2 separate regions of the Mus musculus genome follow, and region 1 is linked to region 2. The links are chromatin contacts, called in public HiChIP or PLAC-seq maps. All regions are on one chromosome and are shown on one strand. The core of a region is the stretch at or near the end of the contact, and the rest is flanking DNA. Distances in the headings are between cores, read along the strand shown. Region 1 holds the start of Best3 (bestrophin 3). Region 2 holds the start of Kcnmb4os2 (potassium large conductance calcium-activated channel, subfamily M, beta member 4, opposite strand 2).

Region 1 (2,927 bases), core at 247-2,746, 510 kb after region 2:
GCAGTGTTTCCCTTTTGTACACACAAGGGTTTATAGAAGTTCAAATTCCATAACGCTCACCAAATCTGAAAACTGTTTACAATATTGCAGGTCTAACCGCCCACTTTCTCCGCAGTACAGATGTAAGATGTGGCATACGACGTTTGCATTCTGCATGTTCACAAATCCCCCGTGGTACTCAAAGCTGTGGAAGTGTGATAACCAAACAGTAACAAGATCCAGTACCCGTTAATGGAGCCCCAGGGGTGCGATCAGTTAGCACACAATTACTAAATGAATATTCATTATTCACAGGACCCCCGACCTGAAGTTAGCAACAAGAGGAACAGGGACAAATAAGCCAGCAATACAAATAAGCCAGAAAAATTAATCTGTCAGGACTCTAAAGCGCTTGCGGTTTGACCAAGTCGCTCACATGCACATAAGGTTGACTAATTCTTTAGAAATTTGAATTTTATGTATTCCTTTTTAGGGCTGTGGGGGAAGCATCCATTTGCTTATTTGTTTTGAGGCTATCCTGGAACTTACTGAATTGCCCAGGCTACCCTTGAACTCAGGGTAAGTCTCCTGCTTCAACTTTCCCATCAATAGGATTACAGTCATGACCCACCAGGCATAGCCTAGTCTTGATTTTTATAATATTTTATTCTACATGTTTCTCTACAAAAACTATTTTTTGCTATTCTCTTTAAGCTTGTGGTGTAATGACAGGTGGAAAAATTACCTCAGAAAGTTAACAGGGTCTCAGGAAATGACCCTCAGATTAATTAATTAGTCTATCACCTACAGAACTCAGATGAGCAGCCTCTTTTAAGAAAGAAAATATCTATTATTATAAATCTGAAAGAAACCATCTCGAATAACAAGCTTTTCTGGTTAACCATGGGAGAAACATAATAAGACAGAGGGTTACAGTTTTCCACTGCACCAGGCCATCACATAATTCTCTGTGCACTTCTAAAACACACACCACACACACATACACCACACACACACATACCACACTCACATGTACACCACATACTTACCATACAAATATACTCACATCCTACACATACATGCATGCACATATGGATGTGCGTGCACACACATATATAAACCACACACATGTACACACACACATGTACACAATACACATGAACACATACACACCTATACACCATACACATATATACAACACACATGCACTTACATACATACACACACACACACCTATATACCACACACATCTATACACCATACATATCTATACACCATACACATGTACACATACACACCTATATACCACACATGTACATAAATGTACTCATACCCTAGACACACATGCATGCACACACACATATATACCACACATACACATACTACACATGCACATAAATATACTCACATCCTAAACACACACACACACACACACTCTTGCTGCTTTTAATGGAAGAGCATTCTCAAGATCTCTCAGAAGATCAGAATTCTTGCTTTCATTCCTGTCTGCCCCAGTGTATGGCTCCATAAGAATTTATTCTTCATTTCATGCACAAAAAGACTGTCCTAATCCCCTCTTTGGCTACTGGAGTATGTTCAGACCTTTTCAGTAGAAAAAGGCTTTTCTTCCTTGATCCCAGGCCAGAGTTGAAATGAATCTTAACTGGACTTAAATGGCCCAGCATCCTCCCGCCACCGCCGCTGACTTCTTGTTCAAAGGGGTACTTTGGGCGGCAGGTGGAGTTATAATTATAGATTAGAAAAAAGCACCATCAGCAGCTGTCACTTCTGTTTGTCCCCAGCTATAACTGTCATCAGTGGGCAAACTGGCACAGACAGGCCTCTGCAAGTGGAAAAACATTTAACCCTGGACTCACTACACGCTGGATCGCCACAGCAGCAGGAGAACTAGGAGGAAACCCAGCTGGTCACCAGTGAGGGTGGAAGCCGGCACCTCTTCAGGGACGGCAGATCGTTTGAAGATTTCTCTTCCCTTGAGAGACTCCAAAGAAATAGGTTAGTGCGCGAGCCGGCTTCTGCACTTGAACGTGACCTTATGCTTGGTGGGCGTCGGGTTTCGGACAGAGCCTGAACTGAGGGTGAAGGAGTGAATGGAAGAAAAGGGGATTGGTTAGAGGCTGTCCCTTGACGGGGCCTGCCTGGAGAAGAGCTTAGGACATTGCTGTTCTGTTCTCCCCTGTCGCTGAGTTCTCCCGAGGCAGAGAGACAAGGTGGCGATCTCAAAGCGAAGCCTGTTTTAGGGCAGGCACCCCACCCTTCTGTGGTGTCACCTACTGACTTAGGCAAAGGGCCCTGGTTTGTTTAATTAAAATCAACAACCATGGAGGACAAATCAGCACTTTGCTGTTGTTGCTGTGGATACAGCTGCCAGCTCTTACGTCCTTAGAGAAACTGGATAAATCACAGTTGGATATTTGCCTGTCTAAATGAAACATTCTCTTATTTGTGATAGAATGTGTGATATAAATCGCTCTACGGGGGGAAAAAAATATGCTCTAGGGTTTGTTTGGTTGGGTTTTTGTGTGGGTGTGTGTATTATAATTTTGACCTAAAATCTATCAGCCTGTGTTGCTCTGTGAGAAGTTCTTTGTAGTTCCTTTGGAGAAAAGTTAACATTTTAAAGAGATCTCCTTTTGTTTGCATGTGACCTATACTACCCAGTTAGCTGAGTAAGGTTTCCAAACAAAGGTCGGCTTTGAGCCATCTATTCGAAGTCCGATGGCACATCTCAGTGAGAAGCCGAGGCATGCCAGGGAGCTCAAAGAAAACTGGGATTAGGCCCCATTCTCATCCTGCCCACGTCCACGAAATGAATCCAGAACAAGGTGTTCTAAATTACAGACACACTAGGGATGTAGCACACATGAGACAGTGCCTGCCCAGCACACACAAGACTCGGTGCCAAGCAAAACGCTAAGTAAATACTA
Region 2 (2,931 bases), core at 304-2,803:
TAATTGATTAAACGACTATCTCAAAAATAATTAGCAGTGTTTCACCAACTATGACTACACCTGTATGGCAAACTACAGAGCACCTTCCAAATCACTAAGTTACTACTTGACACCTTTCTTAGATATTTTTCACTTAATTCTGATTTTTACAATGCTTTCTCAAAGCCACCAGACCTCTTATTAAATTCTCAAGCACTATGCAGATTAACCCACATCTGTTTTTGAGACCGATCACTTCGGCAAGACCTTGGTCCTTAGAGACTGGATTCCAAATGTTCACGTCTACACTTACTGTTCTTGGATTAGCTCCATTTTTAAAAGCAAACGAGCCTCCGTGCACTAGCGGGAGACTTTTCCATTGAGGAGTCCATCATATGTTCAAAGACTAGTTTCTTCTAACTTTCCAAATAAGTGAGTTACGCCCGAGTTTCTCTGCACAGCGGTAGTGATCTTGTTTAAAATAATGAATTCCGATTAATCTATCTGGTCACATTTAAGAGAACATGTTCCTGCACGCACAGGACTCATTTTCTTTGGAATGATTTCTGCTTGTCTTCCAGCACAGCCCCCAGGAAGTACAAGGACTCAGTAACTTGAATATATATACACACCTTCAGCTGGCAGCAGAAAGGAACACAGGCATCAAAGAACCCTCCTGCAGAAGCAGGCACACTGCAAGGCTCAATTAGTTCACGGACTGGGGACACAGCTTTTTATAAGTGCTTTCCTACCCCGGGGAAGTTTTCTGAGTCTCCCTCTCTGCTCTCCAGAGGCTAGAAAGTCCTAACCAGGTTTTATCTATTTTTTTCCCTCTTTTTTTTTTTTTTTCCTCCCCTGTAACAACAAAAGAAGTTGTCAGGAAACCGCTGCTTGGTATATGTCATCAAGGGCTTTCTATTTTCGGTAAGTTGTTCTCCTACTTACTCCTTAGTTACAGCTTCTCATTGTGCCCAAACACTCAGAGTGGTTAGGACCCTTCAGCCTCCACCACCAGCACCAAGCAAACCAACCCGACCTCATCAGAATCTCTTCTTGGATTCCTCCTGATGGCTGTTGACCCCACCCTCACCATCCCAAGTCTATCTGTAGACCTCAAGTTAAAAACTTCAGTTTAGAACTAAAATTCAAAAGTCACTTAAGATACTTTCCAGAAGCGAAGAGACCCCTTTAACCTCTCAAAGAAGGGAGTTCTTGAGCCCCATAGAAGCTCAGGCCATATACTGGAGTACCTGGGTCCTGGGCTATCCCATGGCTACATTGGAAGGAAAAGTTAACTTTCTTTGCTCCTTGAGTTTAGGCAACCCCTTCCCGCAGGCGCTGGACCTGGGGTGGTCCGGAGCTCAAAAAAATCTAAGAACAGAAAAGATCTGTTTGCAGAGAGGCTCGCGTACCACCGCCCAGTAGGCAAACACACCCCGAGGTCTGGAGCCCTGGGCTCCAGGGATGCGTGCATGCACCTCATGCCTCCCTCGCATCAACTCCGAGCGAGGACAGTGCACTCGATTCTTCCCCTGGGGTCTAACCGGGACGTTGGCCCCGAACCTGCACTGTTAGGCGGGAGCTCCCGCGCGCTTACCTTGGGGTTGGTCAGGAGCTGGTGCTGGTCGCTGTGTAGCAGCGCCCTGGAGTTGGACTCGGAGTTGTTCACGTACACCTGGACGCAGGGATACTGCGAGGTGCCCCTGCAGTCGGTGCCACAGGTGAAGGTGCACTCGAACACCTCGCCGATCTGCTGCACCGACAGCACGGTGCAGTTGGCCGCCGTGGCTTGCAGATCCTGCAAGGCGGGACTGAGCCAGCAGAAGCCGAAGATGAAGAGCGACAGGATGCCGGAGACGATGAGGAACAAGCCGAGCCGGATGCTCTTGTCTTCGGCTTCCGTGTACTCGTAAGACACCCTGAGCTTCGCCATCGCCCCCCACTCTCCACGGCTGGCGCGCTCCCCGCCCCCTCCCGCCCCCGGCGCCGAGCTCAACCGCCTCGGGCGGGAGGAGCCGCCGCCGCCGCCGCGCGACAGCAGGGGAGTGGGCGGCGAGGGGGCGCGCGCGAGAACAAAGGGGCCGAGGCCGGCGACGCCCCCGGCGGCGGCGACGGCGCTGCCCGAGGCCGGGCTCCCGGGTGCCACCGCCGCCTCACAGCGTCCGGCACCCCGGGGCTCCCCGAGCCCGCCCCCGCCCCCGCGCGCTCCGCGCCCCGCGCCCGCCTCCCCGCGCGCGCCGCCCGCCTGCCATCGCCGCGGCCGAGCGCCCGGCGCCCCGACGCTGGGAGCGACTGGGCTGCTGAGCCCTGGCTCCGCGTTGAGCGAGGCTGCTCCTCCCCGCCCTGGGCGCCGCCGCCCCGCCCCGCCCCGCGCCGCGCCCCGCAGCTCCCGTGGGCGAGCACCCGGGCCGCCGCGAGCTGCTCTCGGAATCCTCGCCAGATGCAACCTGGAGAGATGGCGGAGACGGTCGAGGCGAACGCTTAGCACCGAGGGAGCGTGGCTGGGGAGAAAGTTAAAAGAGAGAAAAAAAAAATTTTTTTAAGTGGGGGAGGATGGCGTGAGCGTGCGAAGCGGGAATCTTCAAACTCCGATCCGGGGAGCTGCGGGGCAGCAGGCGCACCGGCAAAGGGAGCTCCGGTGGCGGCGAGCGACAGAGGGCACCGGCGCGGACGCGGGGGGATGCCCACAGGCGAGCGGCCGGGAGCCGGAGGTCCCCGCGGATCCCACGCCGCCACCGGGACCGTGCAGGCTAACACGATTGGAGCCTTGAGCGTCGGTGGACTTTCCTGGAAAAATAGGTGCCAGACAGCGGGAACGACCCCTAGGGGGTGGACGCAAACAGGTGGCAAAGCCTGGCCTCGGGCTGGTGAGAGCAGACTCTGTTGGCCTCTTTAGGAATATTGCCACCCTTAGCTGGCCCTGAGATTTGCAGGTGAGCTTTTTCTGGAGCT

Evidence for each region. HiChIP or PLAC-seq counts read pairs in DNA pulled down with a chosen protein or histone mark.
Region 1: an H3K4me3 HiChIP or PLAC-seq map of forebrain shows a contact between it and region 2, with 4 times the contacts expected there. The contact joins the promoter of Best3 here to the promoter of Kcnmb4os2 in region 2. A contact is called at or near these places in 7 of 39 promoter capture datasets (the 3T3-L1 cell line, the SN4741 cell line, cranial neural crest and 3 more) and 4 of 115 datasets of contacts at active chromatin or transcription factors (embryonic stem cells, extraembryonic endoderm stem cells and forebrain).

What each region holds. Positions count from the first base shown.
Region 1 is chr10:116,984,818-116,987,744 of GRCm38.p6, forward strand. It overlaps Best3 (bestrophin 3), which reads left to right and starts at 1,497. Exons shown (of 10, transcript NM_001007583.1): 1 at 1,497-1,995. Gm46182 (a long non-coding RNA gene) reads right to left here and starts at 1,946. Exons shown (of 3, transcript XR_001779645.1): 1 at 1,857-1,946; 2 at 61-184.
Region 2 is chr10:116,471,610-116,474,540 of GRCm38.p6, forward strand. It overlaps Kcnmb4os2 (potassium large conductance calcium-activated channel, subfamily M, beta member 4, opposite strand 2), which reads left to right and starts at 1,554. Exons shown (of 3, transcript NR_130644.1): 1 at 1,554-2,778; 2 at 2,876-2,931. Kcnmb4 (potassium large conductance calcium-activated channel, subfamily M, beta member 4) reads right to left here and starts at 1,914. Exons shown (of 3, transcript NM_021452.1): 1 at 1,577-1,914. The coding sequence starts at 1,912.